7 separate regions of the Mus musculus genome follow, and all the other regions are linked to region 3. Evidence: chromatin contacts called from public ChIA-PET, Hi-C, HiChIP or PLAC-seq, capture Hi-C and promoter capture Hi-C data. All regions are on one chromosome and are shown on one strand. Each heading gives the region's core, a stretch centred on a gene start, on an enhancer-like site or on the middle of the called end of the contact. The rest is flanking DNA. Distances are from core to core; before and after follow the strand shown. Region 1 holds the start of Def6 (differentially expressed in FDCP 6). Region 2 holds the start of Itpr3 (inositol 1,4,5-triphosphate receptor 3). Region 3 holds the start of Nudt3 (nudix (nucleotide diphosphate linked moiety X)-type motif 3). Region 4 holds the start of Zfp523 (zinc finger protein 523). Region 5 holds the start of Itpr3os (inositol 1,4,5-triphosphate receptor 3, opposite strand). Region 6 overlaps Itpr3 (inositol 1,4,5-triphosphate receptor 3). Region 7 holds the start of Ppard (peroxisome proliferator activator receptor delta).

What was found. Promoter capture Hi-C pulls out the DNA fragments that hold promoters and counts their contacts. A called contact is a pair of places that touch in the nucleus more often than the background predicts. ChIA-PET counts read pairs in DNA pulled down with a chosen protein or histone mark. HiChIP or PLAC-seq counts read pairs in DNA pulled down with a chosen protein or histone mark. Capture Hi-C pulls out chosen DNA fragments and counts their contacts.
Region 1: an RNA polymerase II ChIA-PET map of memory CD8 T cells shows a contact between it and region 3, with 15 read pairs. The contact joins the promoter of Def6 here to the promoter of Nudt3 in region 3. A contact is called at or near these places in 4 of 115 datasets of contacts at active chromatin or transcription factors (bone marrow-derived macrophages, embryonic stem cells, memory CD8 T cells and 1 more).
Region 2: a Hi-C map of B cells shows a contact between it and region 3, with 19 read pairs. The contact joins the promoter of Itpr3 here to the promoter of Nudt3 in region 3. A contact is called at or near these places in 4 of 39 promoter capture datasets (embryonic stem cells, hippocampal neurons and second pharyngeal arch cranial neural crest), 1 of 15 datasets of contacts at CTCF or cohesin (large pre-B cells), 5 of 484 Hi-C or Micro-C datasets (B cells, the G1E-ER4 cell line, LSK cells and 1 more), 15 of 115 datasets of contacts at active chromatin or transcription factors (the 230-238 cell line, T-cell acute lymphoblastic leukemia, bone marrow-derived macrophages and 11 more) and 4 of 9 other capture datasets (adipose tissue, liver, macrophages and 1 more).
Region 4: a contact with region 3 is called in an H3K4me3 HiChIP or PLAC-seq map of embryonic stem cells, with 8 read pairs. The contact joins the promoter of Zfp523 here to the promoter of Nudt3 in region 3. A contact is called at or near these places in 2 of 39 promoter capture datasets (the HPC-7 cell line and embryonic stem cells), 1 of 484 Hi-C or Micro-C datasets (CD4 T cells), 6 of 115 datasets of contacts at active chromatin or transcription factors (the 230-238 cell line, the SCID.adh cell line, embryonic hindbrain and 3 more) and 2 of 9 other capture datasets (embryonic stem cells and liver).
Region 5: a contact with region 3 is called in a capture Hi-C map of embryonic stem cells, with 2.8 times the contacts expected there. The contact joins the promoter of Itpr3os here to the promoter of Nudt3 in region 3. A contact is called at or near these places in 2 of 39 promoter capture datasets (the C10 cell line and the HPC-7 cell line), 1 of 15 datasets of contacts at CTCF or cohesin (the NIH/3T3 cell line), 7 of 115 datasets of contacts at active chromatin or transcription factors (differentiating embryonic stem cells, embryonic forebrain, embryonic hindbrain and 4 more) and 2 of 9 other capture datasets (adipose tissue and embryonic stem cells).
Region 6: a contact with region 3 is called in an RNA polymerase II ChIA-PET map of memory CD8 T cells, with 15 read pairs. The contact joins the enhancer-like site here to the promoter of Nudt3 in region 3. A contact is called at or near these places in 5 of 39 promoter capture datasets (the C10 cell line, the HPC-7 cell line, embryonic stem cells and 2 more), 1 of 15 datasets of contacts at CTCF or cohesin (the NIH/3T3 cell line), 1 of 484 Hi-C or Micro-C datasets (the G1E-ER4 cell line), 8 of 115 datasets of contacts at active chromatin or transcription factors (effector CD8 T cells, embryonic forebrain, embryonic hindbrain and 5 more) and 1 of 9 other capture datasets (adipose tissue).
Region 7: a contact with region 3 is called in a promoter capture Hi-C map of fetal liver, with 2.2 times the contacts expected there. The contact joins the promoter of Ppard here to the promoter of Nudt3 in region 3. A contact is called at or near these places in 3 of 39 promoter capture datasets (fetal liver, pre-B cells and stem cell-derived epiblast-like cells) and 3 of 115 datasets of contacts at active chromatin or transcription factors (large pre-B cells, memory CD8 T cells and pancreatic cancer cells).

Annotation. Positions count from the first base shown.
Region 1 is chr17:28,206,471-28,210,530 of GRCm38.p6, forward strand. It overlaps Def6 (differentially expressed in FDCP 6), which reads left to right and starts at 1,308. Exons shown (of 11, transcript NM_027185.3): 1 at 1,308-1,468. The coding sequence starts at 1,373.
Region 2 is chr17:27,055,507-27,059,406 of GRCm38.p6, forward strand. Itpr3 (inositol 1,4,5-triphosphate receptor 3) reads left to right here and starts at 1,798. Exons shown (of 58, transcript NM_080553.3): 1 at 1,798-2,168. The coding sequence starts at 2,080.
Region 3 is chr17:27,620,673-27,624,762 of GRCm38.p6, forward strand. It overlaps Nudt3 (nudix (nucleotide diphosphate linked moiety X)-type motif 3), which reads right to left and starts at 2,780. Exons shown (of 5, transcript NM_019837.2): 1 at 2,415-2,780. The coding sequence starts at 2,513.
Region 4 is chr17:28,175,675-28,179,600 of GRCm38.p6, forward strand. It overlaps Zfp523 (zinc finger protein 523), which reads left to right and starts at 1,522. Exons shown (of 14, transcript NM_001357995.1): 1 at 1,522-1,851.
Region 5 is chr17:27,099,572-27,103,473 of GRCm38.p6, forward strand. Itpr3os (inositol 1,4,5-triphosphate receptor 3, opposite strand) reads right to left here and starts at 1,879. Exons shown (of 2, transcript NR_168269.1): 1 at 1,573-1,879; 2 at 83-583. It overlaps Itpr3 (inositol 1,4,5-triphosphate receptor 3), which reads left to right. Exons shown (of 58, transcript NM_080553.3): 22 at 29-228; 23 at 1,534-1,663; 24 at 2,012-2,069; 25 at 3,196-3,361.
Region 6 is chr17:27,073,298-27,077,340 of GRCm38.p6, forward strand. All of the region lies in intron 2 of Itpr3 (inositol 1,4,5-triphosphate receptor 3), which reads left to right. Among named protein-coding and RNA genes, the nearest start is that of Mir7677, 16 kb to the right of the region's middle. Within about 2 kb of position 2,299, at least 74 of the 459 cell types and tissues checked have an H3K27ac peak or open chromatin away from gene starts, as enhancers often do. A contact at or near this core is called in the G1E-ER4 cell line, the HPC-7 cell line, effector CD8 T cells and 2 more, where this site is marked.
Region 7 is chr17:28,231,356-28,235,245 of GRCm38.p6, forward strand. Ppard (peroxisome proliferator activator receptor delta) reads left to right here and starts at 1,399. Exons shown (of 8, transcript NM_011145.3): 1 at 1,399-1,509.

The DNA of each region.
Region 1 (4,060 bases), core at 58-2,557, 580 kb after region 3:
CTCTCCCTCCCTCCTCGTCATCTCTCTGTATGATGCTCTCATGAGCCCCCAGCCCCTTCCTGCTGACAGAGCCAGGAAATCAGGGACCAAGTGCATAAGATTATCCTCTCCTGGGACACCTAAGGAAGCCCTCATTTGCTGTTGCTCAGCTGGGATCTTTTCTCTCCTCCTCCTCCTCTTCCTCTCCTCCTCCTCTTCTTCCTCCTCCTCTTCCTCCTCCTCTCTTCCTCTTCCCCCTCTCCTCCTCTTCTTCTTCCTCCTCTTCCTCCTCCTCCTCCTTCTTCCTCTCTCTCTCTCTCTTCCTCTCTCTCTCTCCCCTCCCTTCCTCCCTCCCCCCTTCTGGGCTTTTTTATAGTTTGTTTTTGAGACAGAACTGTTCTTCATAGCCTAGGTGGTCTCAAACTCATCCCAAGGTTTTAGAACTCCAAGTGAGGAGCAAGTGGAGGGGCTGGGTATATGCCCCTGTGAGTGAGTAGGTGGATGGGTGGAGCACAACTCCAGAATTAGCTTCCACTGACTTCATTGAAATTTAATGGCCACCATGATCTGTGTGGGCATTGCATCTGAAGAAGTGGAGGCTGCTGAAGAGGGCTCTGCCCATGGCCTGCCCTGCCCCTGACTGGATTTCTGACGTGAGCCCCACTGTCAAGGTCACCCTGTGTGCCTAAATACAGGCTCTGGTGTCTTGAAAGCCATCAAGTACAAAGTGGGCAGTATTCTGAAGTTTCTTTTAGAGCCAAGGCCCGGGGAGGGGGAAACAGCAAACCAAACTGCCAAGGCACCCTGTCGTGGAGAAGCGGAGAAGCAGCTGGCTCTGTCCTTCCTCCGCTGGGTTGCTTTTGCTTGGGTAGAACTCTGCACTGAGCTTCTGCTGGGTGGCTCTAAAGAAATATCCTGTCCCGGGCCTACAGGGCCTACAGTTTTCTTTCTGTCCAGTCTCAGGCACCCACACAGCTCTGTGAGGTAGGAACGTACTAAGAGTAGACTGTTGGGGCTAACTCATCCAATCGCTTCCACTTGGTAAGCTTGACTCCTGATCCTGTGTCCCTCCAAGTCTGGAAGGGCCTGCTTCCTCTCTCTAGAGCTACCACTGGGAGCCTGGGAAGATCCTGAGGCAAGCAGGCTTCTAAAGTGACTATCTGTGCTGAGGGAGCCAGGGCCCAAAGGAGGGCTCCAGCTCTGGGAGGGTCAGCCCTGGAAGCAGAGCGTGGCGAGAGCAGCTGGCTAGGCCCTGGAAGCAAGAGGGAACAGGCAGGTGGAGCTCTCGCTCCGCTCTGCACCAGGGCCTCTCTGCGGTCTGCAGCCGTTTGCATTTCCTGAAACCGGATCTTGGTGTCAGAGCCGCCCCTGGGCCGGGGCGGGCGCCTCAGCCATGGCCCTGCGCAAGGAGCTGCTCAAGTCTATCTGGTACGCCTTCACTGCACTGGACGTGGAGAAGAGCGGCAAGGTCTCCAAGTCCCAACTCAAGGTGAGTGGCATCCTTGGGGCTCAGGGGAGGCTGACTCAACGTGCCAGCTCCCACCCCAGAGAGTCAGCCACGGAAGCCTTTGCTACTGGCAGACACCTTGCCATCCAGCAGCCCTGGCCCCGGGTGGAGCGCTGACGGGGCCACAAAGGCAGCGTAGCTCAGTGGATGCTCCCCAGAGGGCTCATGCCACCAGAAGCCACTGTCTAGAACCAAGTACCCTGACTGGACAGACAGTAGAGGTGGCATCACGAGGTTCCGAGATTGAGTAGCCAGGCCCCTTCCCGGGCTCCTTGTGGGTTCCCCAGCGTCATGCTTGGGCACGTACCCTGCTCCTCCCTGTGGCTTCCTCATGGCTTTGAAGAAAAACAGTTAGTGCTTGCCCTTGGCTCTGAGAGCCTCCTCCATTTGCAAAGCAAGCTGGCGACTTGAAGCAAGCGGTAATGTGGGCCACCTATCAGCGCAGGAACAGAACAGGTTGGGAGATTTATCTTATAAGACCTCGGGCTGAGGGTGTCGGGGAAGCCGGGTCTGAGAAAACCTCTTCCGTGACCACACACACACACACACACACACACACACACACTCTACTCACCCCCATCATCTTAAAACCATTAGGCCTGGACAGTTCCAAGGAGCGGAAGGAGCTCTCTCCTTCCTGGGTAGGTGTCTTCTTCCCAGGGGAGAATGTAGGAGAAACCAGCAGAAGTCTAGGCTGCTGGAGCCAGGGAGTGTTGGGCCAAGTGTCAGAGTAGCCTCAACCCTGCTAGGGATCCAGTCACTCTCTGTAAATACTTTACCTGGAGCACCACAGGAGGCTGTGTCTGCCTCCCACTCGCCCCTCAAGATCTGGGTATTTACAATTTCCACTGTTCACAACCATGATAGGAACCCTGGGAGGCAGATGGCACAGAACAGGCATGGCCCACCTCTGTCTCAACTCCGACATTGCTGAAGCTGGGTCCTATGAACTTAGAAGCTCTAGCCAGCTCCATCTACCCAGCTGAGCTGGCTTTCTGAGCATCTAATGACTAAGGTTCTACTGCCCCAGGAAAGAGAGTCCAGTACCACCTCTGGTTCCCTAGAGAGGCAAGGTTAGCCCTTCCCATGTCTGCCCAGCTCTCGTCACCGAGTTGAGTTCTGCCCAGAAAGAAAAACAGGTCATCCAGACACCAATCCTGTAGAAACTGTGCCCCCCCCCCCCACACACACACCTTCCCCCAAACCCTGTCTCTTTAGTACTCCACCACATGGCTTCTTGCTCCCAAGATACTATGTTCCATCTCTGTGACTTCTGACCCCTCTCCAGGCTCTCTGTGTGCCTTGTGTGCATAGTGTGCAGCCCTTGGTGTCATCAGTTAGAAAGGCCTCCCAATTAGAGCCCCCCCCCCCGTTAGCTTCTGACCAGCCCCTTCCTGCCCCACTCCCACTCCCCAATGCCCACAGGTTGGGAATTTCTGGGGAAGAACCTCTGAGCGCATATACCCTTAAACTGTGCTCCTCCCTGCTCGAATCGAGCCCTCTTGTAGTGACATCTCTGGCCAGAAACAGTAAATGTCACTCACATCTGCCTCACAGGAAACCTGTCCACTCTCAAACTAACACTGAGAGTTTTGGGGCCATGTGAATGAGAGGCAGAAATGTCAGGACCCTTGCATGTGAGGGAAGGGTCCCCCCCCCCCAACCTGGGCCAATGTGGTGGATGCTGGGCCGGGAGGGAAGTAATGACATTGCTGGAGGTGGGGAGAGTCAGAGAGGAGGAATGGAGAAGTGGTCAGAAGGTGGAGGAAGAAGCAGAGGACAGAGATAGGCTAGCAGGGTACACCCAGTCTCCTGTGGATGTAGGGGGTGAGGGCTCGGGCTTAGCTGGTTTTAAGAATATGGTTCACAGCCTTGGTGGCCTCTGATGGGGACAGGCAGGAAACTGTATAACCCCCCCAACCCCAGATCACACTGAGTCTGAGTTGCCTCTTCTCCCCTCCGAATGCTTATGGAGGGCTGCTTTGGTTGGCCTGGTGCATCCTGGGGGGGGCCAGAGGGGGAGGGGGAGGGGCTGGGCTGAGAAAAGCCCAGGTGGGACACACCTGGATGTGGTGGCACACCTGTGATCCCAGGACTTGAGGTTGAAGCACGACACTCCAGGGATTGTCTCAAAAAAAAAAAAAAAAAAAAAAAAGAAAAGAAAAGAAAAAAGAAGAAGGAGAAGAAGAAGGAGGAGGAGGAGGAGAAAGAAGGAGGAGAAGGAGAAAGAAGGAGAAGAAGAAGAAGAAGAAGAAGAAGAAGAAGAAGAAGAAGAAGAAAAACGAATGTAGAGGACAGAGAGGGAGGGAGGTTTTTTGGGGGGGGGGCAGGGCTGGGTGCGGGAGAAACAAGATTTTTTTTTTTTTTTTTTTTTTTTTTTTTGGTTTTTCCAGACAGGGTTTCTCTGTGTGGCCCTGGCTGTCCTGGAACTCATTCTGTAGACCAGGCTGGCCTCGAACTCAGAAATCCACCTGCCTCTGCCTCCCGAGTGCTAGGATTAAAGGCGTGTGCCACCACGCCCGGCTACAAGATTTCTTCTATGAAGTCTCTTATTTGCTTTTTTGGTTTCGTTTG
Region 2 (3,900 bases), core at 548-3,047, 570 kb before region 3:
GTTTATTTATTTTATGTGTGTGGGTGCTTTGCTTGCTTGTATATCTGGCACCAGGAATGTCCCCAGTGCCTGCAGAGGAATTACAGATGCTTGTGAGCTGCCACGTGGGTGCTGGGAATCAAATCCCTGCTCTCTGGAAGAGAAGCCAGTGCTCTTAACTGCTGAGCCACCTCTTCAGGCCCTTTTTTTAAAAGATTTATTTATTTATTATATGTAAGTACACTGTAGCTGTCTTCAGACACTCCAGAAGAGGGCGTCAGATCTTGTTACAGATGGTTGTGAGCCACCATGTGGTTGCTGGGATTTGAACTCCGGACCTTTGGAAGAGCAGTCGGGTGCTCTTACCCACTGAGCCATCTCACCAGCCCCTGTTTTGATTTTTTAAATTAATTAATTAATTTTTATTTTATGTGCATTGATGTTTTACCTGCATGTATATCTGTGTGAGACCATCAGACCTCCTGGAACTGGAGTTACAGACAGTTGTGAGTTGCCATGTGGGTGGTGGGAATTGAACTTGGATCCTCTGGAAGTGTAGGCAATGCTCTTAACCACTCAGCCATCTCTCCAGCCCATTCTTACATTTATTTGAGGCAGACTCTCACGTGCCCTAGGTAAACCTCGAACTTACTATGCGACCTTTAACTCCCAGTCCTCCTGCCTCTACTTCCCCATTAAAGGCTTGGCTAACCACTACCACCAGTTCTAAGGGTCTTGGTAAAAATCCCCTGCACTCAAGAACTCTCGGTGCAGGTCAGCAGCTGTCTCACGGCTGGCGGCTGTCTCCACCCCTCCTGGGTCTCTTCCTGCTTCTGTCTCCAGTCCCCTCCTCCTTTTCTCCCAGGGACAAACGCCCCCATCCCCGCCCCTCAGGAAATAAGGGGGGCTGGGTGGGAGGGAGCAAACGTGACCAAAGGGGGTGGTGGTGGCGCATTCTTATCTCAGGAGTTCAAACCAAAGCTCTAGGAGGAAGCAAACGCCCAGCCTCCGTGGCGCAGAACAGAAAGTAGTCAACTTGGCGATGAGTTTGAGGGCTGAACTTTGTGAGCAAGGGCCCGCTACGAGAACTTGTTTCAGTGGGCGCTGGGGTGCACTATTAACTAGAGGAGGTAATGCTCTCCCCCTCCCAGTATTATTTATTTATTTTAAAGCAAAGACAGAAGGAGCCAAGAGAAACTGGAGCCAATTCCTCCTGGAGAGGGAGCGGCTGAACTGATTCGGAAGTTGGATCTCTTTGTACACAGGAATGTGGGGAGAAAGAGAGTGAGAGAGAGAAACCCCAACAAGGACAATTAAAAAACAAAAAACAAAAAAAAACCCAAACCCACCCCATTGCTTCATTTCCCCTCCAAGTCAAAGCACTTTCTATTGTGCAATGAAAAGACTTTTCATGTTGAGAGAAATGAATCCTGATTTGCAACGCTAAGGGCTTGAGCGCGCATCCAGGCGCAAGACGGTTCTCAGCTGGGCGCGGTTGCCGCAGGGTGACCGTGGCCAAGTTCCCGGTGTGCTCAGCCACGCGTGGGCCGCAGGCTAGGCGAGCTGGGGATCTCCGAGGGTGGAGAGCCCCGAAGTGCAGCGCGGTGCTGGTGGACAAGCCGTCTAGAGAACGCCCTAGAGCCTGGGGGTCGTCCGGTGGCAAGCTGGGCGCTTTAGGGGGTGCAGGCGTGCACGCGCGCGGTGTAGAAGAGGCCGAGCCTGGGGCGCGGGTGCACGTGGGAGCCGCGGCGGGGGCGGGGTGGGGTGTGGCCTCCCCGCCTCCCAGGCGGGATTTGCATGTGTGTGGCGGCCCCAGACTTCCTGCTCCTTCCAGGCTGCAGGTACGCGCGGGCCCGGCCGGGCTGGAGGGCTGCGAGCGCGCAGAGACGCAGGCACCTCCTCACCCGGACCCGGGTCGCGCCGCGCCTCCTCGCTCTCTGGTGGCAGTCAGCCTACTCCTGCCGTCCCGATCGTCCGGGTCGCCGGGCTGCGAGGTGGCACTGCGCCCCTCTCCGCCCAGCGCGCCTCAGTCCTCTGCACCGAGCCTGGCAGCTCGCTTCAGGGCGACCTCGTCGCCTCGAGCCCCGGAGGGCCGAAGCCATGAATGAAATGTCCAGCTTTCTTCACATCGGGGACATTGTGTCCCTGTACGCCGAGGGCTCTGTCAATGGCTTCATCAGCACTTTGGGGTGAGTGAGCCTAGGGCAAAGAGAGGGGCATCGGGACCACGGTACCAGCTGCTTGTTTGCCAATGTTCAGTCCCCTGAGCCCTTGATAGAGGCTTGCTTGGACAGCCCAGTCTCCAGAAGCGAAGGGACGCTGGCACCCCTCTCTTAGAGAAAGGAAGTGCGTTGTTTGCTCAGGTAGTAGTCGGGTGCCCTGGGGAGTTCTAGAAGGCGTCAGCGCCCACGAAGCCCGCCACTTCTGGCACACTCTTTTTCTTAACTCATGGCTGAGGGGTTCGGACTTCCTCTGCAAGTGGTCCTCGGGTTATGCAGGTGGCTGGGGCCTGAGTTGGAGAGGGCCTGGGTGTTCTTGTTTGGGATTCGGGGTGGGGTGCTAGGGTTGGCTCAGCCTGAAGCCTGGCACTCACCTCTATAGCCCCATCTTGAATCGGTTTATTTAATTATTTAATTAATCATTTAATTTATTTATTTGGAGAGGTAGCATCTTTTCACTCTCCTTGTGCCCCATCTCCTCTTCAGAGTGTTTTCTTTACCCTCCCTGTCCAGGCAGTCCAGGTCTTGGCCAGCTGGCCCCCCTCTCACCGCCACCCCCTCCTTGTCAATTTCCTGTGTAGCTACTCTGGCGCCCCTGGGTCCCTGGTCCCAGGTTCTCTAGAGCACTTTACAAACATTAATTAATTCTGGCTGTCACCCCCCGGGGTCTGGGCTGGATAAGCAGGGAATTGATTCCATCCCATGCTGGTGCCAGGCCGGTAGCTGGGAGAGGTTAGAATCCCAGTATCTTTTTGGATAGACCCTGAGCACCTCGTTGCTGCAGGGATGGAGGAAGCGCACAAGCCCGGATCTGGTCTTTCTGTCCCATTTTCGGGCAGGTGGGGTGGTAGTGGCTAATGTTCTGGTATCTCACGTTGTCAGCACCATCCAGCTGCTGGCAGGGTGACTCCTCTCTGGGGGCTTTGGAAGTGTGTCAGGAATTCTTTCAAAGTTAGCCCTGCAGGTGGGAGGCTCCTGGCTCCCTTGCTCTCTCCTCTTGGTGGTTGAAATTCAATGTGCTGTAGGGAGGAGAAACCTCCAGGGCCTCTCTGCCTGAGGAGGCTGAGATGGGAGTTCCAGCATCCCTCTCTTCTCCAAGCATCCTCCAGGCTCTCCTACACACCTCCCGGGTCAGATGGAAATTTCTACACACACATCTCCCCATCAGATTTCTCTTCTGAAGTTGCCCAGAGTTGAGGCGTGGAGCCTCGTCTGGGCCAGCATCTTTGCAGGCCTGGCTCAGAGCCCTGCCAGGCAGGGCCCTTCTTGGGGAGCTACAGGGGAACTGCGCAGTCAGCACTAAACATGCTGTCTTGGGATGGGGTGTGTGTTGGGGAGGGAGTGGCAAAGCCAAAGGTGGGAGCCCAGACTCCCCCCAACTCTGCAGATTCTCAGAAGTAGTCACATTTTGTTGATGTGTCTGGCTCAGGGCTGAACACAGGGTAGATGCTATTTAATCACCTTGAGGATTGACAGAGCCAAGGATCTAAGGTCCCTTTTCCTGTCCCCAGGCAGCCTCCATTGTCTGGGAATCCCTCTGCTGGCGCTTTCTCTCTCTCTCTCTCTCTCTCTCATGTATATGTGTTTTGCAGGCATGTATGTCTGTGTACCATGTTGGTGCTGCGTGGCTTTAGAGGCCAGAGAGTGCATTGGCTCTCCCGAGACTGCAGTTATAGAAGGGTGTGAGCCACCTTGTGGGTGT
Region 3 (4,090 bases), core at 1,530-4,029:
TTGGAAGGAAAACCTCACCTGTCCCATCCCGTCCCCCTCACCCCCCAGCTCTGAGCTTGTTTTTCCTTAGAGACCTCACCTTCAGTGTCGCTCAGTGACTGTGCTAAGGACTTGTGTCCTGACCTGGGTGGGTTCTGCCGCTCTCACTGCTTGGCCTGGAACTATGTCAGCTTCCTGTGCTGAACATTTTTGGTCCACTTTTTTAAAAATGTTTTAGTCTCTTTCTTCACAATATATGCCTGTTTCTTGACACTGGCTCCTTATATTTAAAAATCAAGGTCATATTAACACATTATTGTTGCGTTGTGCTAGTAATACTCTGTGAATGTGTCTCTTTTGATTAAAGCCATAGCGCCCATTAAAAACATAAAATTGGACTGAGTGCCCACTCCAGTGAGAATTTCTTTCCCCACAGAGGTAGCAGCCAACACTTCACTTCAATCTCTGGCACAGCTACTGAGAACATAGAAGTTTCCCTGGAACTAACACATCACTTCCCTTCCAACACAATTATATAATCTGGGAGTTAAACAATACCTTAGAGATTATTTTGTGGTCCAAAATCCCTCCGGACTAAGAGACTACCAAAATCCCCTCGGGATAGATGGGTGTGCATCTGTAAATCCCATCTAACAGATGCTGCGCCTTAGTGGGCACTTCAGTTAAAGCCTGCTTGTTGCGCTGAACAGAACAAGTCCAAAGCCAGCCAGGTCCGCTAACATTCTTGTTCTTACCAAACTCTGAGCAGCCACTGAACCTATCATTCAAGAGTCGCACAACTGTCCTGCTCATTAACCAATATGCAAAGAGAAGTTCAGTAAAGGCAACCCCACCACGGAGCAGACGCTTTAATCCTCCTTCTAACAGCTGAAAATCTTAAGCTCCTAAAAAAACAAAACAAGTCAGTCCTACCCCTGGTCTGACCTACACAAGGCAATAGGTGGCCAAACTGCCGCCAGTCCATTGTAAAACTTCTAACCAAAATTAGAAAATCGGTTGTTCCTTTGTTAAGGATCTTGAGTTTCTAGTATTTATCCAAAATATTCACATTTTCACCTCTAGGATGATCTTCTTAAAACAAAGGGTTTTGCAGTGTTCATGACTAAATTACACAGCCTTCTACTTTAAACTTGGCCAGACCTAACCACAGCACTGCAGTGAGGCATGTCATTATGCTAATTCCTTTTCCTCCCGCTAACAGCCCAGATCCCATCTGACTTCCCATATGATAATGAAGAAAACAAAGCTTCTAGAACAGCCTTCACCATAGACAGTTTTACCTCACGTATTCCAAAGCCAGCGCATCATTTAAAACTTGACCTTGCTTACTTACAAAGCGCGTCTTTCGGGGACCTTTGGTAATGAAGGAAAGTAACAAAGTATACATTTCCAAAACTCCTGTTTTGCAATCCCTCAACAGCACAAAGAATGCTTTCACGGATTTTCTTCAGGCCGTCATTTCATTTAAATTCCCCCTCCTCCTCCTCCTCTTCCTCCTCCTGAGTATCTACCGGACAGTGATTCCTGGTAGTCCATCCTCCCTTTCATCAGAGCCTTTCATAACTAACGGGTCAAGTTCCTGTCGCCCATTTCAACACGATGCACCGTACTGCAGGCTTGCCACCCCAGCCCACCGCCGAGGGCCGGGATAAAACATACTCAGTTTCACTGCCCTTCATTGTTTTCAAGCGAACTGCCATCTTACCACCATGCACACACACGACAGCAATGTGTCCCCACAGGCATTTTATGAATTTCCAAAGCAGCTATTCTTTGTGGATTTACAAACCACGCGCCTTTCATGAATCTCGCTTCATCACCACAGAAACGGCTTTGTGAAGCCGAAAAAAAAATTTTTTTTTAAGTTCCTTAAGGAAAAAGGAACAAGACTCTAAAACGTTCTATTATCCTAGCTTACCCTACGACTCATCCTATTGGGCACAGCAGAGAAACGTCGGGACAGAGATCTTCATAAATACAGCTTTTGATGGTCGTGAAGTGTTCCGGTCAATATGAATAACAACCTCGACGACAACCGTGTCCAGTGCCCTTTCTTTTCAGGCTCCAACCATACGGACTCAGCAGCTCAACGTTAGAATCGAACGGCTGGCCCCGGCTTGTCGCTGCCAGTGCTCGCCCGCAGCCACCTCCCCTCGGCCAGCAGCAACCCTGCGGGGAGGGAGGGAGGGAGGGAGCGGCCCTCCGCTCCGCCACAAAGGCCGGCCTGCGCCCCATGCACGTGTGCCGAGCGCCGAGCTGCCTAGCCACTGCCCCGGGCGAACGGCGGCCAACCCCCGACGGCCCGCCGCGGGATGGCATCCCGCTGCCCCGGGCCCTCTCCACTCCGCTCCCCACCCCCCCTTCTCCCCAGGAAACCCCGTCGGGCGCCGCCGACCCCCGGCAGGGCGCCTCACCTCCTCCTCGCTCTCGCTGCGGAAGCACAGGCACGCGGCCCGCTTCTTGTAGCCGTCGCCGTCGTAGGTGCGGGTCTGGTTCGACTTGAGCTTCATCATCCTCCGGGCCCGGGTGGGGGGTGCCGTGCGGGGCCTCGGAGTCCAGGGAAGGGGAGCCTGCTGCAGGCGGGCGGCCGCGCGCGCGCGCGCCCCAGGCTCGATCGAGAGGGCGGGGAGGAGGGTCTGTGTGTCCGCTACACGGCTCCGCGGCGGGACAGCCTCATTGCCCCCGGCCCAGGCCCTGCGCCGCCGTCACGGCCGCCGTCGCCACCGCCACCGCCCCCTCTACCGCCGCCGCCCCCGACGACGACCGCGCCGCCATTTTGGACGCGCTGCGTCAGCTGCGTAAGGCACGCGGGCTCGCCGGACGGCCGCGCGTGCGCAGCGCGGACGGCGTTCCGGAATCGCGCCCGGCGCGGGAGAGCGTCTGCACTGAAGGCCGCGGAAGCTGGCGCGGCTGCTACGCAGACAGCGTAGGGCTGGGGATGGCGGAAGCCGGGTGAGGCGCGGCGCGTGGGCACCACCCGCGACCCCACGGTCCCGGGCGCCGCTGGGCAGAGAGCAGGGGCCCGCCCAAGGTCACCGGCTGAGCGGCCCAGCCCGATCCAAGGTCGCGCCGCTCAGATGACAGGGAGAGTGACAGCGCCGCTCTGCTGTCCCTCGCCGCAGACTGTCAACCTTAGCTGCTGGGGATCAGGAGTGGGGCGGGGCGGGGCTGCTCTTTGCGGTCAGTTGGTAGCTGTCTGGACATATGTGCGTCCTGCAGCCATTTGTGCAAAAAAGGCAAAAGCTGCCACTTGCCTGGCGACATGCTTGAGGGACTGGGTTCGAACCTCAGCACTGCAAAAAAGAAAATAAAAAAGGAAGGAAAGAAAAGAGAGAACGCCATCCTCTTAAACAGGAGCAGAAAGGGAGAGACTGTAAGAGTGTGCACAGCACACGTACGTAAATCATGAAATATGGTTTCTGGCCGTGACTATAACACTGGGATGACCCTCTTAGAGGACGTGAAAGTGGGCTACAGCGTTCCTGCAACAAAACGGGCACCATTACCGTGTGCTAAACGTTTAGAAAATTCTGTCAAGATATTCAAGATTTATAAATAAATCCCAAAGCGCACAGCGTACGTTTGTGGGGACAGGTGTGTGCGCCATGATTGCTTCTGTGAGGTCAGAGGGCAACTTAAACGAATCCATTTTCTCCCACCACAGAGGACCAGGAGACTGAATTTAAGTGGTCAGGCCTGGCTGCAAATGACCTTTCTGGGATATCTGACGGGTCCCCGTTACCTGTTTTAATCATCTTGTATGTAGTATACTTCATTAATAATCTAGAGGGGCCCAAGAGATGTGTCAGTTTAAAAGGGCACTGGCCATGGAGCCTGACCACCTGAGCTAGATCCCTGGCACACATAGCGAAAGGAGAGAACCAACTCCCACAAGCTTCACCGCTACATGTGCTCTATGACATATGTGTCCACACATATTCTAACTTCTTTAAAAACTAAATGAAGGGGCTGGAGGGATGGCTCAGTGATTAAGAACACTGGCTGTTCTTCCAGAGGACCCTGATTCAATTCCCAGTATATGGTAGTTCACATGGTACCATACAGAGTAGCTCACAACTGTCTGTTGGCT
Region 4 (3,926 bases), core at 272-2,771, 550 kb after region 3:
TTTCATTGAGTATGTGTGTGCATTTGTGAGTGTATATAAGCAAGCACTGTCTGTGTGTGTGTGTGTGTAAGCATGCTACCATGTGTCTTTGGAGTTCAGAGGACAACTGGGGGAAACAGGTTCTCTTTTCCCACCATATGGGTTCCAAGGATCAAACTCTTGCCAGCCCTGATGGTGAACTCTTGACCCTCCTGGTTTCACCTCCCCAGTGCAGGGGATTACAGTTGTACACCACCGTGTCTGGCTTTCTTGCTGTATTTCTAACCAATAATCCGTGCTATAAAACCCTGGAAAGATCCCATGTGTGTCGTGCTAGGATGGCAGAGCTGGCTCTAACTGGGTATATACTAGGGCACCAGGTGGAAATTCCAGTACCACACTGGGACCTCGGGGTTAACATGCCCGTGCCAAGGCTCCTCCCCCTTCATCTTCTTATTTTTAATTGGAAGCTTATTTTCTCTCAATTTCTGAAAATATCCTGAACCACAATTCCTCCCTGCTTGGAAGAGAGATAATAAAAAGAACTTTTAAAGTTAGGTGTCAGGTGTAAAGATGAGGCAGGAGGATCACAAGTTCAAGGCCACCTTGGGATCCACAGTTTGAGTCCAAAAAAAGGACAAAACTATGGAAAAACAGAGAAGAAAGGGGGCACTTGGTTTTGTTCCTCACACTGCTACCCTATCAAGGGGACCTGTTGGTTTTGGGGAGCTGATGGAGGAATGAATGAACGCCCAAGAACCTGAGAAGACTCTCGGGGCGTTGTCCCTCAGGGGTCGACCATCAGAGTGTCATTTCTCAGGGAAGGCAGTAGAAGGAAGCAAGTGTTGTCAGGGAACCTTCCTTCAGAGAGAATCATCCCTCAGGAAGATGAGTCGAGCAGAGGGGAACGTCAGGGCCCTTCCTCAGGGGACAGGATGGGTGCACCATCCCTCATAAACACTCACGTTCCCCAGGGCATATGGGAAAAGCCAGTACTGCAGGGAGAATTGTCCCGCAGGAAGGACTGTCAGGGCTCCATCCTTCATAATGCTGTCCCCCCACCCCCACCCCTCGGGCATCTTCCCACAAAGTGCAGGAAGGATTGTCCCTCGGGGTGCAGTCCATGCAGAAGGACCATCTCTCACGGAGACTGTCCACAGGGAGGACCGTCCCTAAGTCCCTCAGGGTGCTGAGCCCCAGTTCACCTTCTGACAGAGCGGGAGAGAAGCGTCCCTTAGGGTGAAGTCCCAGGGGGAGGACCATCCAGCAGAGATGACTGTCGGGACGCCATCCCTTGGGGCGCCGTTGCACAGGGCGCTGGGAGGACTGTCCCTCGGAGTCCCATCCCCTCCAGGCGTCTGGTCACCGTCCTCTGCAGGAACCACCTAGAGATACCTGCAATGGCTTCCTCCCGAGCAGCCCACCGCCGCTCGATTTTTTCCCCCGTTGCTATGGCGACCGCGGCTTCCACCCGGCGTCGTGACGTCATCACGCCCTCCCCGGGCGCCCGGGCTGGCGAGGCCGCGTCACCCGGCGGCCAGCGGAGAGAAGAGCGAGGCGGAGCTCCGAGGCTCGCCTGAGGAGACTCGGCGGCCTGGGCTCCGGGGCCCGGGAACCGGGATAAGCAGGCCGGCCGCCGCGGCGGAGGGGGGCGGGCTGGAGCGTGGCCCCGCGCTGGTCATCCGGGTTCCGGGGCCCGGCGGAGGCCGCGCCGGGAGCGAGAGGGAAGTGCGGCCGCCCTGGAACCTGGATATCGCGCGAGGCAAGCCGCGCGCGGGCGGGCTATGGCGCAGGCGGGTTGCGGGGCCGGCGCTGGTGGCAGGGCCCGGTGCATGGTGGTCTGTCGGCGGAGTCGCCCTCGGGGGCTGTCAGGTTGGTGGCCGCGGGAAGAGTGGGTCCACCGTGCCCCGAGGCGGGAGGCTGGGCGAACGCGGGGCCCCGGGAAGGTCCGGAGCCCGTCGTGCCCACCCTCCTCGGTCCCTGGCCTGGCGGCTGGGCCTCCCTGGACGGCGGCCTGGCCCCACCCCCACCCAGGGTCCCTGCCCCTCCATCCCGCCCTGAGACTCCTCCCCCAGGACTCCCAAACCCCGCCCTCCTCCTCCTCCTTGACCCCATACACACACTCCTGACCCCCAGACCTCACAAGGCGACCCCCAATTCATTGAGTGCTAACCCCAGCCCTGCTTCTGGACCCTCCAGTCTCAGTGCTGATACAATCATTACATGGCTTCCAAGAGGCCCGTAGTCCCTAGTGACCCCCTAGACTACCCTCTGTGGGCACCCCTTAGTCCTCTCCTGGCTTCTGCAAACCAGACTCGGGCTGTTTCCCACCCACTCATCCACATAACTCGTGATCTTCGCCCCGTAACACCATGATCATCTCACCCTCCTGACATCCCTCTTTAACCCCCCCCCCCGCCCCCAGCCTCCAGTGTCAATCAGCACATACATAACTTATGCCCACTGCCATGCCACCGTTGTGGTGATCAAGAGTAAATGGAAATGAAGTATCATTTGAGGCAGGAAAGGATTCTAGATTGAGTGTGTGGTTCAAGTTCAAATTCTATCATGTTGAGCTTTGGAAACCTTGGTGGAGGTCCTTTCCTTACGGTGGACTTGAGTTTCTGATCAGAACTGTGATGAGATTGAGTTTGGTGATTCCCCAATGTTTCTTTCTATTAAAATTCTGCAATTCTTAGTCAAGACAAAAATAGCGAACTTTTTTCTACGCTGCCTCAGAAATGTAGTCCTTGTAACCTCACCCTCCCACCCCCACTCCCAACCTGGGTCTACTGGCTTTACCGAACAGTATTTCTTCATTCCTGTGATTGTCTACACTCTGCCCCCTCAATTGGACTCTATCAGTTTGTAAAGCCGTGCAGCACAGAGCTTCCCACTGAGTTGACATCATGAGCTTGGCCCTTCAGCTGGGGAACTTTTGGCAAAGCATTTAAAGCCTGAGGTAACAGGTGCAGAACATTCAGGACCCTTCTGCCTCACAGGAAACCTTTACCTTTATGGTAGAACAGTTGTTTTTAGTGAAGGTCTAACTACTGGGTGCTGGAGATGCCACAGACACCAAGCATATGGCCCACGCCAGTCACTACTGCTGCCATCTTGGAATCCCTGTCCCCATCTCTGATGAGTGCCTTACCTCTCACTTGGACCTTTTTCACAGCCCCTTAGTAATGATCCCCCTGCCCCAGAAACTACTGTATGGCAAACTTTATTTATATAGATTAACTAGACCTCTCACAGGCCAGACCTATTAGCTCTTTCTGTCACCACTCCCTCCCTGCCTTTTCCTGAGAGTTGCTTTAAATAAAGGAATCTGGAATTGATACATTTGAACTGACCATGCTAGAAAACCCACCCACTCGGTTGTCTCTCATATCCTGACTTCCTGGTTTTCCAAATTCTCCTCAGGCCCTTGCTCCTTGCTTTCCAGGAATTCTTAAATTCAACCTTCGCCCATCTAATCACCCTCAAGGGCTTCTTCTCCTTGTCCCATGACTAAGTAACTTTTCTCACCCTCTTCATGACCCTTGACCTCTTATCCCCCCAAGACCCCTTGCACCTTATGTGGAAAGGACACCACACCCTTCTTTAAAACCCCTATCTGAGGCTCCTGTAACAAAGGGCAGATTAACAGGCGAAAAGCATCGCAGTTTATTTAGTTTAACTTACTCGATGCGAAGCTTTCAGTTAAGGAGGTGAAGACCTGAAGATTAGACCCATGCATTTTTATTCTAGGCTCGGTGAAGATGGAAAATATAAGACCAAGAAAATGCAGTAAATGGGGGAGGGGGTGTAACATATCAAGCCCCAAATGTTCAGGTTCTTGCCCATGACCCACATCCTTAAAAGGGTGCTTTTTTTCCCTCTTATGTTGGGTACGGGAAGGCACAGAGGATCTTAGGACCTGCTTCAGAGGAGAAGATAAGAGA
Region 5 (3,902 bases), core at 629-3,128, 520 kb before region 3:
TCAGTGACTCCACTTCTGTGACCCACAGGCAAGAATGTGCGGAGGTCCATCCAGGGGGTGGGGCACATGATGTCCACCATGGTGCTGAGCCGCAAGCAGTCTGTATTTGGTGCCTCCAGCCTGCCTGCTGGAGTGGGTGTCCCTGAGCAGCTAGACAGAAGCAAATTTGAGGACAATGAGCACACTGTGGTGATGGAGACCAAACTGAAGATCCTGGAGATTCTGCAGGTGCTGGTCAGGTGGGTGGGAGGTCCCGGGGTGGGGGTGGGGGTCACAGGGTCACAGCTGAGATCCTGGGATACTGCAGGTGCTGGTCAGCTGGGTGGGAGGTTCCAGGGTCGGGGTCACAGAGTCACAGCTCGAGATCCTGCAGGTGCTGGGCAGGTGGGTAGGAGGTCCTGGGGCTGGGGTCACAGGGTCACAGCTCGAGATCCTGCAGGTGCTGGGCAGGTGGGTGGGAGGTCCAGGGTGGGTGATCTTAGGGTCAGAGCTGAAGATCTTGGAGATCCTGCAGATGCTGGGCAGGTGGGTAGGAGGTCCTGGGGCTGGGGTCACAGGGTCACAGCTCGAGATCCTGCAGGTGCTGGGCAGGTGGGTAGGAGGTTCCAGGGCTGGGGTCACAGGGTCACAGCTTGAGATCCTGCAGGTGCTGGGCAGGTGGGTGGGAGGTCCAGGGTGGGTGATCTTAGGGTCAGAGCTAAAGATCTTGGAGATCCTGCAGGTGCTGGGCAGATGGGTGGGAGGTCCTGGGGTGGGGTGGGGGGGTCACAGCTGGAGATTCTGCAGGTGCTGGGCAGGTGGGTGGGAGGTATGGGGTCGGGGAGGGTCACAGGGTCACAGCTGGAGATCCTGGAGATGCTGCAAGGTGTTGGACAGGTGGGTGGGAGGTCCCAAGACAGGTGTCACAAGGTCACAGGGCTTTGCCAGATTCTCTAGCTCAACCTTCATGGTTCTTGGAGCAGCACCACTGACACTCCTTGGGGGAGGGACCAGAGCCCTACACAGACATGCGGCTTCCTGGAGAGGGATTAGTGGGGGAGGGGGAATCCTGAAGAGGGATTGGTCCAGAGGGCATGAGGGTGACAGAGTTACCACGGGGAAGTCAGAGGTGAGACTTTTGTCCTGTGAAGATAAAGGTTAGTTATGGGCGTCCCTAAACTCTGGCTCTAGGCACCTCAGTTTTCCTTCCCGGAGAGGGCTGTTGGCAGGGTAGCTATAAAGACAGGTTGGCCTGCTGACCTGGGAAGTCTATGCGTTTCCTGTTACTGTCTAGCCTGGGTGTGTTGGGGGGAGGTGGGCAACCACAGATGCAGGGCTCACTGCCTATGCTGAGAGGAGCACCAGCCACCATCACTGGGCCAGGAGCCGGGGGGGGGGGGGGGGGGGAGAGGACTGACTGTTCTGTTTTGTTCCAATGCCTTGGAGCATCCTGAGTGGCTGGATGCTAGAGCCCATTTAAGGGTTCCTTCACCCATCTTGGAGCAGCAGGGCTCCTGATGGAGACTGTTCTTCACATCACCTCTGTTTGTCTAGTTCATCCTGAACGTACGCTTAGACTACCGCATCTCCTACCTGTTGTCGGTCTTCAAGAAGGAGTTTGTGGAGGTGTTTCCCATGCAGGACAGCGGGGCGGACGGCACGGCACCTGCCTTTGATTCCTCCAGTAAGCCTTGACCCCTAGCATCTACTGCCACCACTCCACTGCCCTAACCTGTCCTTTCCACGCCCAAAAAGCATGTCTGTTGTCTCCCTGGTCACCACCATGAGGAGCAGGGCGGGGACCCTTCCTCAACAGGGAATGGGGTCCATAGGGAAGCCAGGGCTGGGGTAAACTCACATCCTACCAGGAGCTGGCCAGGGCCTAGCTTCCTGAGCTTCTGAGCTCCCTGCCCTGCTCTCAGCCTGGAGGCTCTGTGTCCTCACAAAGGCCGGGCAGGTGAGGGCTTGCTGGGGCATCCTCTGCTTGAGTCTCTGGCTACCCCATCTCTCTGTCACTCTTGCTTCCCCACAGCTGCCACCATGAATCTGGACCGCATCGGAGAGCAGGCAGAGGCCATGTTTGGAGTAGGGTGAGGCCGGGTTTGGGGGCAGGCTGTCAACATAAGGCTCACACCCTGTCTTTGGACAACCTGAGTTTCCTAAGGCTGAAGGCTGGCCGTGCCCTCCACTGTGTCGCCCGGAAGCCCCTCACCAAGCGCATGCACTGGCCCTTCCTGTCTTGCCCAGCCCTCATAGTAGAGAGTAAATCCAGATGCTCCTCCTCCTGCCCCACCTTTGTGCAGGGCAGCTGTGCCTCTGTGCTCAGCAGAGCTGGGGCAGCTGACCTGGCAACTGTTCCCTGTCTCACAGCAGGAGACATGGAAGAGGAGGGTGGTAGTATGGTGTCCCTCCCCCACCAGCCCTCTGTGCCCGAGGGGAAGATTCTTCTCTGCCATGGAGTGTCCAGCTTTCCTGGGTGTCTAGCACACCCAGGGGGTCTCTCCTCAGAACCCCATTGTGAATTTTGACATTGGGGAGGGCTGGGGGTGTAGGTCAGTGGGGATGTAGGTTAGTTGGCAGCAGACAGCTTATCTAGCATTCATGAGTCCTGGGTTCGATTCTCCAGAACCTCAGAGGCCACCTGCTACTCCCAGCACTGGAGGGAGGCAGAAAGGTCAGAGTTCAAGGGTACCTGGTCATTTGCTGCATTGAGAGTTCGAGGCCGATTTGGGCTACATGAGATATTGTCTCAAGAATAAACCAGAACAGAGAAGTACTGAATAAATCCTGTAAGACAAAGCCCACAAACTCACAGGGAAACCGTGCATTGAAATAGCTATCAAACCCCTGAAGAAAATACATCGGAAGTAACCTGCTACAAATGGGGCTCTTTATTAGCACATTAGATGGCAGCTGCAGGGTGGGTGTAATTAGCACCCCGACTCCAGCTAGTGGCAAGTGTAAATGGCATTTCACAATTTCCACTAACAAACCGGAGCTGCTGTGAATGCGTCTGGTTTTTACTGGTGACAGCCCTCAGGCTCCGTGGTTCCCTCACTGTGGAACAAGCGTCTTCCCATCCCACATGAAGGGGTCCTGCATCGGGGCTTGGCGGCTGAGGACTATCTGGGGCAGTGGTTCCCTGCACAGTGGGACCCTGGGTGCAGTTGCCCTCCCTCATTCACGGCTTTCGCTTGTGCCCACCCGTGCTGGCAGGAAGACCAGCAGCATGCTGGAGGTGGACGATGAAGGTGGCCGCATGTTCCTGCGAGTGCTGCTGCACCTGACCATGCACGACTACCCGTCTCTTGTCTCCGGTGCGCTGCAGCTGCTCTTCAAACACTTCAGCCAGCGCCAGGAAGCCATGCACACTTTCAAGCAGGTGAGAGGGGCCCACAGCCTTGGGCCTGCTTGGAGCCCCGGGCATACGGGGATCTAGTCTCTCACAGCTTGACAGGGATGTTGGGCCTCACTTAGGCCTTTCTTATTGGGGGTGGGGGTGGGGCAGGGCAGGGATCTAGTCTCTGCTGCCTTTGCCACCCTCCTGGCCTGACTCATTTCTTGCACTGTGGGCGATGCTTGAGAGTGGTCAGCTATGCACGACCTTTGCTCACCATTCTGAACCAGGTGTGGCCTACAGGCTCACTCACTGGGTGTCTTCACTGTGGCATCATGTCTCTTTGACAGCTTCCTGTGAGATGCCTGATGATCAGGGCTGGTATTTAGCAAGTGCCCACAATGTGCTGGTTTTTGACACCACCTTGCATTGGTTCCCCAGAATTCCCCCAGCTCCCTCAGTATGTGACACCACTCACAGCCCCCTGTGAGAGGAGGACACAAGGCCTAGGCAATGAGAGGAAGTAGGGAGAGGGGAGGAGGGAGGGGGAGGGAGAGGGAGAAGAGGAGGAGGGGGAGGAGGGAAG
Region 6 (4,043 bases), core at 1,049-3,548, 550 kb before region 3:
TGGTACATTTCTGCTTTTCCATCCAAGACCACACCCCCTTTCCTGGCACACCCACTTCTGGCCAGGGGCCCAATCTTTCCCGAATTCCCTGCCACTCACCCTTACAAGTCTACAGGGTTTTCTTTGTCTGTCTGTCTGTCTGTCTGTCTGTCTCTCTCTCTCTCTCTCTCTCTCTCTCAAAGGGAATAAAGAAGCTGGGAAAGACAATTGCTTAGGCCTCAGAGGCTCAAAGGAGAACTCTTTCCTGTGCCTCAGTTTCCCCATGTGTGAGGTGAAGGGACTGGACTTTTAGCCCTGGCTGTCCTGGAGCTCACTTTGTAGACCAGGCTGGCCTCGAACTCAGAAATCCGCCTGCCTCTGCCTCCCGAGTGCTGGGATTAAAGGTGTTCGCCAACTCTGAATATCCACCTGCCTCTGGCGGTGTGTGTGTGTGTGTGTGTGTGTGTGTGTGTGTGTGTGTGTGTGTGTCTCCTCCTGGGTAAAACCCCAGGGCCCAAGCATGGCTTCATTCTGTGGCCTGGTCAAGTGTTGTCCCTCAAGGGGCCTCCTATCCTCCATGGTAGAAGGCAACACAGCCCTGGCAGTGGCAGGGTTGGACACAGGGATCACCTGGTTGTTCTTGGGCCAAGCAGTGGATTACCTAAAGGGCTGAGGCTGCCATGCGCCAGACAGCTGGTGCCTGGGCGTGGTGCGAGCAGGCAGGAACACGCCAGTGTGACGCCACCGGGTCTGCAGAGCAGTTGCTCTTCTGGCCAGGGGTGGACTCCATCCTTTGGCTGCTTGCTCCTGGAGACCCTGGCCTGCAGAGGGCCCCGAGGCAGTTCTTCCCCCACGCATGTGTCTATCACTGCACTGCTGTGTCAGGGCTTTGTCTAAGTCGATGTCCTGGGTTGAAGTGTGCCTCAGCAGCTGTGTGGGAGTGAGCCTTGAGCCCTCCCCCCTACCCCCACCAGCCTTCCTCTGCCCCGACTACAGTCATACCTGGTTCTACATTGTCCACTCTCCCTCCGGCTACACCAGCCTCCTCCACTTAGTGACGAGCCAGCCCTCACCCCCTCACTTGCTGTCTGTCCCCTCTGCCCTGCTTGCCCCCACCTCTCACTATGCTCAGCTTCCTCCTGGCTCAAGGTCCCTGGCTCTGGTGTGGCTTTCTCTGACTTCTGTTCCTCTTCTGTTTAGTTTTCTGCATCAGTTGAGCCCAGCATGCTCTGTGTTCTGTGTAACTCACTTCTCCTTCTCTCTCAAAGCCCATTTCTCTCAGGCTTTTAGCTGGGTGAGTTCAGATTTAACTGCGAAGCCGAGATGGTTCTGAACTTCTGATGCATCCCGGTGCTGACATTTTTTTACCGTGTATGGGCGTCACTGCAGGTCACAGGGCACGTGTGGAGGTCTGGGGATGACTTTCAGGGAATCTTTCTCTTCTGGTCTGGGGATTGAACTCCAGCCAGGCTTGTAAGTTAAGCTCTGTCGCCCGCTGAGCTACCCAGCCTCTGGTGTTCTGGTTTGTCATTTGTGTCCCTTACTAGAACATTGGCTCTGCAGGGACAGGATTTTAGTCTGGCTTTTTGTGTTTCTGGTTTTATTGGCAATTTCAGTCTCCTAGCTCTTTGGGCAAGTGGGGAAAGGAAGGGAGGGAGGGAGGAAGAAGAAAAGAGAGAGGAATGTGGGAGAGAGCAGAAAAAAATGAAGGTCCCCTGGGGCCCCTGGCTGCTGCCAGCACAGGGAAGGACTGTGCACAGAGGTGTGTACCGTCATCGGCCTATGGAGTGACAGGAAGGTGACAGAGAAGTGGGTGCGGTAGGGGAAGATACGCCCTTGGCTTCCAGCAGACAATCTGGGGCCAGCTTTTGACAACAAGAAGGCCACTTAGAAGAACAAACACCCCCTTGCCTGGTTTCTTTCCCACACCTCCATCTCTGTCACTTCCCAGGGCTTGGGAACAGGGACTCCTGAGATCCTCCTGGCGTCCCTGGCTTGGCCTGTACAGCCGAGCATGGCAGGGACCCAGGCTCCACTTGGTCCTGCTGAGCCCGAAGGATTCTGGTCTTGGACAGGGTCTGTTCTCCGCAGCTCCCAGAGGGCAGGTGCAAGTCTCGGCATTAGAACTCAGGACCAGACTCAGGGCTCCAACCTGAGACTGAAACACCTCACTTGCCTGAGGCCTGCCATTTGTGGTTTTAGCACCGCTGTGGGATGTGTGTGTGTGTGTGGGGGGGTGTCGAGGCAGACATTTAGAAGTTGTCAGGTGGTTATCAGACTGTTCAGGGAGCCCCGGGTGTTCTGCCCTCCCGTCTTGGGGTGAGACCTGTCACCGCAGAGGACTCTTGTTGCCCACAGCTCATTGTTCACTGTGCCCTTTGAGCTCCCACCCAGGTCCCTGCTGACTTCTAGGTTCTTCAGTGGGACCGGTAAAGCCCCGTCTGCTTTGGCTCCTCGTGTGTTCTTTCAGCTCCAGCCACCGCTTGCATCACCCCAAGCCTCAGCTTGTCCAGGGAATTCTTTCCAGTCTTGGCAAGGGATGCCCAGGCTGCTGGTGCTAGAGGTGCCGTCTACCAGCTCAGCCCCCTGGTGCCCACTCTGTGCTACGGGTGTTGATCCACGTGGTACCTCCCTTCCTTAGCCCATTCCCCTTTTCCTCCCGTGAGGGAGGGGGCACCGGTGGGGGAGGGCTCGGCAGCCTTGCATTAGGGGACGTTCAGGAAGCTCAGAGCGCACTCCTTCAGGCACAGACACCTGGACTCAGTGGGTTGAGGTCATCTTATGGCTCAGACCAGTGAGAGGAGGAGCATGAGGTTGCCTTCCTCTGCTTCCATAGAGGGGTGCTCTTCCTCCAGCATTTACCCCTGCTCTTCCAGAGTGCTCCCCAAGCTCTGGTGGAGGAGCTCTGTGGTAGAGCTCTTGCCTAGTTTGCAGGGAGCTGTGTCACAAAAACAAACAAAAACATACTTTGGAGCCAGGTGAGGTGACTCATGTCTGTAATCCTGGTGGTCAGGTAGTTAAGATCAGTGGACCATGGGCTCTACACGCTTTTAATCCCAGCACTGAAGGCAGAGGTAGGCGGAGCTCCGGATTTCCTGGTCTACATAGCAAGTTCTAGACCAGCCAGAGCTGCACAGTGAGACCGAGTCTGAAAAACCAAACCCAACCAAAAACCAAAAAGGAGAGGGATCAAGGAAGACACCGGAAATTAGCTTCTGGCTGCCACATGTGCAGGTGAAAACACAGACAGACAGACAACACACAAACATACAGATACACACACACACACACACACACACAGATACACACAGATAAACACACAGGCAAACACAAGACACACAGACACATACACAGACACACACAGATACACACAGGCGTACAGACACACATTCAGACACAGAGACACAGATATACACACAGACACACAAACAGACATACATGCAGATACACACACCAGTATGCACACATGCAGACAAGCAGACAAGCACACACACAGAGACACAAACATAGACATATACAGACACACATGCGCGTGCATACACACACAGGAGAAGTTGGTTCTGTCATTCAGGGTCCTGGTTTAAACTGCTTGTTGCCATTCTGACCTAGGGACAGAGCCAGGAACATGAGGGCGGTTTTGACCTGTGTTACAGAGATAGCCTGTGTGTAGAATCATTGTCCTGTCATGCTGTCCTGTGAGAATTACCCCTGCTGCCTGTGGCTGGACCCTAATTACTGTAGAGTGTCCGTTGCAAGTCTATTCACTGGCTTACCTCTTGATGGGCGCTGAGCTCAGTTCCCATTCGTGGACGACACCACCTTTACACCCACGGACTCGTGCACGGATGAGGAGTTTTGAATCAGTTCTGTGGACTCTTGTTTTGAGACATGGTCTCTCCCACTGACCCGGACCTTGCAGGCTTCCAGCCTCTTCCTCCCTTGTGTTGAGATCACAGGTGTGTTGTGACCAACATGTCTGCTTGCCTGGGCTGTCTCAGTACCTGTGTAGTTTCTTCACCTCACCAGTAGAGGGCACACTCTTGCAGAGTGTGATATTGTGTTGT
Region 7 (3,890 bases), core at 149-2,648, 610 kb after region 3:
TCTCTGTCCTCCAAGTGCACACGCGCACGTGCGCACGCGCACACACACACACACAGACACACACACTCGAAAACAAAGCAGAAAAAAAGTGGTGTGGGGTTCTCCAATCCAGCGAGCTAAGGATGCACTGTAAGGAGTGCCAGACCGGGCAGAGGTGACCTTTAATGGCGGTGTGGAGGAGGGAGGTGCCTGCTGACTTTCCTGCCAGCCAAGTTTTGTTCATTCTAGGATGATGAAACCAGCCAGTGACAGATTGCCTTCTGGCTACATACTCTCTGTGGTATATGATGAGTTGGGGTGACAGGCAAGCCCAGGTACAGAGTTCTTGTCTTGTCTGGTCCCTGACATCCAGCGACAGAAATCTCAAGTGGGAGAAAAGTTCTTTTAAAATTTGTTTTCTATTTGGCTTCACAAGGCCTATAAGCACAGGCTGGCCCAAAACTTTCTCCATTGCTAAAAATGACCTCAAACGGGTCCTCTACCTCCTGAGTGCTGGAGTTAGAGTGCCATCATGCCTTCCAGATCTTTCTTTTTTCTTGTGTGGGTGTATATGAAAGTGCACATGCGGTGTGTAGAGATTGGAAGATAACCTTCAGGAGGCAGTCCCAGGGACTGAACTCAAGTCTTCAGGCTTGGAGACAAAGCGATGACCCGTTGAGCCATTGAACTAGCCACCAGTTAAAAAATTGGGGGTGCTGAAGAGATGCTTCAGTGGTGAAGATCGCGCTTGCTACTCTTGAAGAGGCTCGCTTCCCAGCATCTACATGGAAGTTCTCCATTGTAACTCCACTTCCAGGGGATCCAACGCCTTCTTCCAGACTCTGCAGGCACTGAACGCACATGGTGCAGAGACAGACATGCAGACAAAACACTCTGACATATAAAAATAGATATTTTGTAAAACGTATGCGTCTGTATTTTCATTCCCAAGTCTCCCACCATATGCCTCTCCCAAGCGCCTCTGAAAATTACAGTTTGCCTCTATTCCTTCCCCCACCGCCCTTAGCTTTGCTTCTTGCTTCAAACCACACAAGTCTATGCCTAGTTTCTTCTCAGGAAGAGTGAGGAGGTTGTATTAGATGACCTCCACCTTCTTTCCGCGCTTTAAAGCTTTAAATATCGTTTCGTGAGGCTTGCTTTGACCAGCCCTAACTTCTCCCCAGCGCTTTCCTCAGCTGCTGCTCCCACGTCTGACTGCAGAGGGCGCTGCAGACGCGCCAGGGCAGCTGTGCAGTGGGCGGAGCGATGGCTGTCAAAGGAGTGGCTCCAGGCGGCGCGGCGATTGGCTACTGCTATGGCGGAAGGGGGCGGGGGCGAGTGCTTAGTTGTGGGGGAGGGAGCCAGCGGCGCGGTGACATCACGGGGCTGGGGGCGGCGCCGGGGCTGGGAGCGTGTGACGCCGCAGGCCGCGGCGGACCTGGGGATTAATGGGAAAAGTTTTGGCAGGAGCTGGGGGATTCTGCGGAGCCTGCGGGACGGCGGCAGCGGCGCGAGAGGCGGCCGGGACAGGTCCGTGCGGATCGGGAGAGGCCAGCGCGGCCCGGGCTGAGGTGGATGGTGGGGTCAGGGGCTCCGAGAGCCGCTTTCCGCGCCTCTGCGGCTCGTCTATGCTCGGCTTGCGCGCTGAGGAGCCACCGCTGGGGTCTCCACCGCAGGGACCCCTGTGGTTGCTCGGAGCCGGCCTCCCTCCCTCCTCCCACCCACCCTGATCCCTCTAAAGCCCCGTGGCTTCATCTCCTCTCAATTCCAAAGAACCCCATGTCACCTCCCTTCTGACCCCCTTTCTGAGCGCCTCCCTTGCTGTCCCGCTACCCAGGCCCTCCTTGGAGATCCTTCCTGCCTCCCTCGATAGCCTTCCATCCTTGCCCTGTCGGTCAGTGCTCTCCTCCTCTCTGACCCGTTTTCGGGTTGCCCTATCCCTCCCCATCTTCTTTAGGATGTTGTGAGCCAGTCCGGTTTATCCGAGCCCCTTCTATCCTGGCTACCGGCAGAGGCCCCACTTAGGCTCAGCTCTCATCTCCTGTCCTTTTCACCTCCTGTCACCCGACTGCCTCGCTTCTAGTTTTTTTTTTTTTTTTTTTTATGCCTCTGCTTGAGGAGAACCCAGAGGTGCACGATAGGCTTCCGTTTCACCTTCAGTTGAGCTGGGAGTGGGGTGTTGAGCGCCAGCTTGACCAGATTTGTTCGGGTCACAGGTTTCACTGGGTGTTGTATTGGGAGGGATGGCCAGTTGGTAGGCCCTCGTAATCTCAGCTTTATAATACTTCCCCTTTATGAGTCTGTTGACTTCCAGGAACCCTTGGGGGAGACGGCTCTGAGTTGGGTGTGTGCCAGGGGTAGCCAGAGGCTTCATATAACTCTTTTCACCCTTTCAGGAAACAGGACTCATTTGGGATATTATGGAATGTATTTAAACCATGATACGGTGCCTTCCACGCACTGCCCTTTTCCATACAGCTAAGAGCAGAAGCTATGCCCTTGGTTTTTTTTTTTTTTTTTTTTAAAGATTTATTTATTATATGTAAGTACACTGTAGCTGTCTTCAGACACACCAGAAGAGGGTGTCAGATCTCGTTACGGATGGTTGTGAGCCACCATGTGGTTGCTGGGATTTGAACTCCGGACCTTTGGAAGAGCAGTCGGGTACCTCTTACCCACTGAGCCATCTCACCAGCCCTGCCCTTGGTTTTAAACTTGGTTTTTCCTCCCTGTACTGGCTCTAGAATGTTTGCTTACAAGTTACATTTATTTATTTCTGTGGGGTGTGGATGTGGGGTGGGGTGTAGGTCAGAGCACAGCTTACTGGAGTTGGGAGGTGGCTCTCTCATTCGATATTGTGGTTCCTGGAAATAGACTCGGGTCATTAAGGTATGATGACAACCACCTTTACGTCCTGAGCCACTTCACCAGCCCCAGAATACATTCCCGTTTTAGTTTTTCAATGGATTGTGGGCCTGCTAGCCCTGGGGCTGTTGGGCATCTGTTCCCTTAATCTTGGGGTCTTGGTCCAGCGACTGAGTTTACCTCCTGTCTTTCACTGACGGAATGTGCCTCTTGTGTTGGTCACTGGGCATGGTTCCTCGGTGCCCTTTTTCCTTCCGTTTCCTGGGCATCTGTATTTACTGAGGCTGGGAGAGGCAGCTGACGTTTCTTCCCTTTGCCCAGGTGTGGTCTGGGGTATTGCCTTGGTATCTGCCTGGGCAGGTCGAGGGATTGCACCAGTGAGGCCTTGCAAAGGAACTTGGGCTGTCTGCTTCCAGGCACAGCTCAGTTGTATGCAGAGTTGAGCCTCTTTGTTTGCCTTGGGTCCCTGGAGTCATCCTCAGGAGAGAACATATATTTATCTTTGAAGGCTCTGGAAGTCTGACCCACTCTAACTTCAGAAGCGGGAGCCCAGGGTTCCGTTGGCACCAGGTTTCTAGGTCTCCTCTTTTGAGGATCACACTCTCTGTCTTTGAGCCAGAATTGGCCATAGAACAGGCCACCTTCTGGAGCCACAGCAGGGAGCCAACTGAACCAGCTTGACCAGGTCTTACAGTTTTGTGATCTTTGTGTGCACTGACCGTTTTCCACGAAAGCATTAGGACTGTGGCTGGCCTGGGGTTGAGTGAGCCTCCTCTCGTCTGATCCCTAAGGCCCCTATATGGAGCACTAGATGTGGGGATGACAGGAGAGTGGAGGAGGTTAGAAGGAATCTTTTCTTCCTATGAGAAACATCCCATTTATTATTTATTTGTGCGAGCGTGGGAGTCAGTGTTCTCCTCCTGGTGTCCCCAGGATTGAACTTAGGTCATCAGGCTGGTTGGCAAGCGCCTTTACCCACTGAGCCATCCTGTCCCTCCTCAGTATCACTCTGTAACCCAGGCTGGCTTTGAGGGCACTGTGCTAGT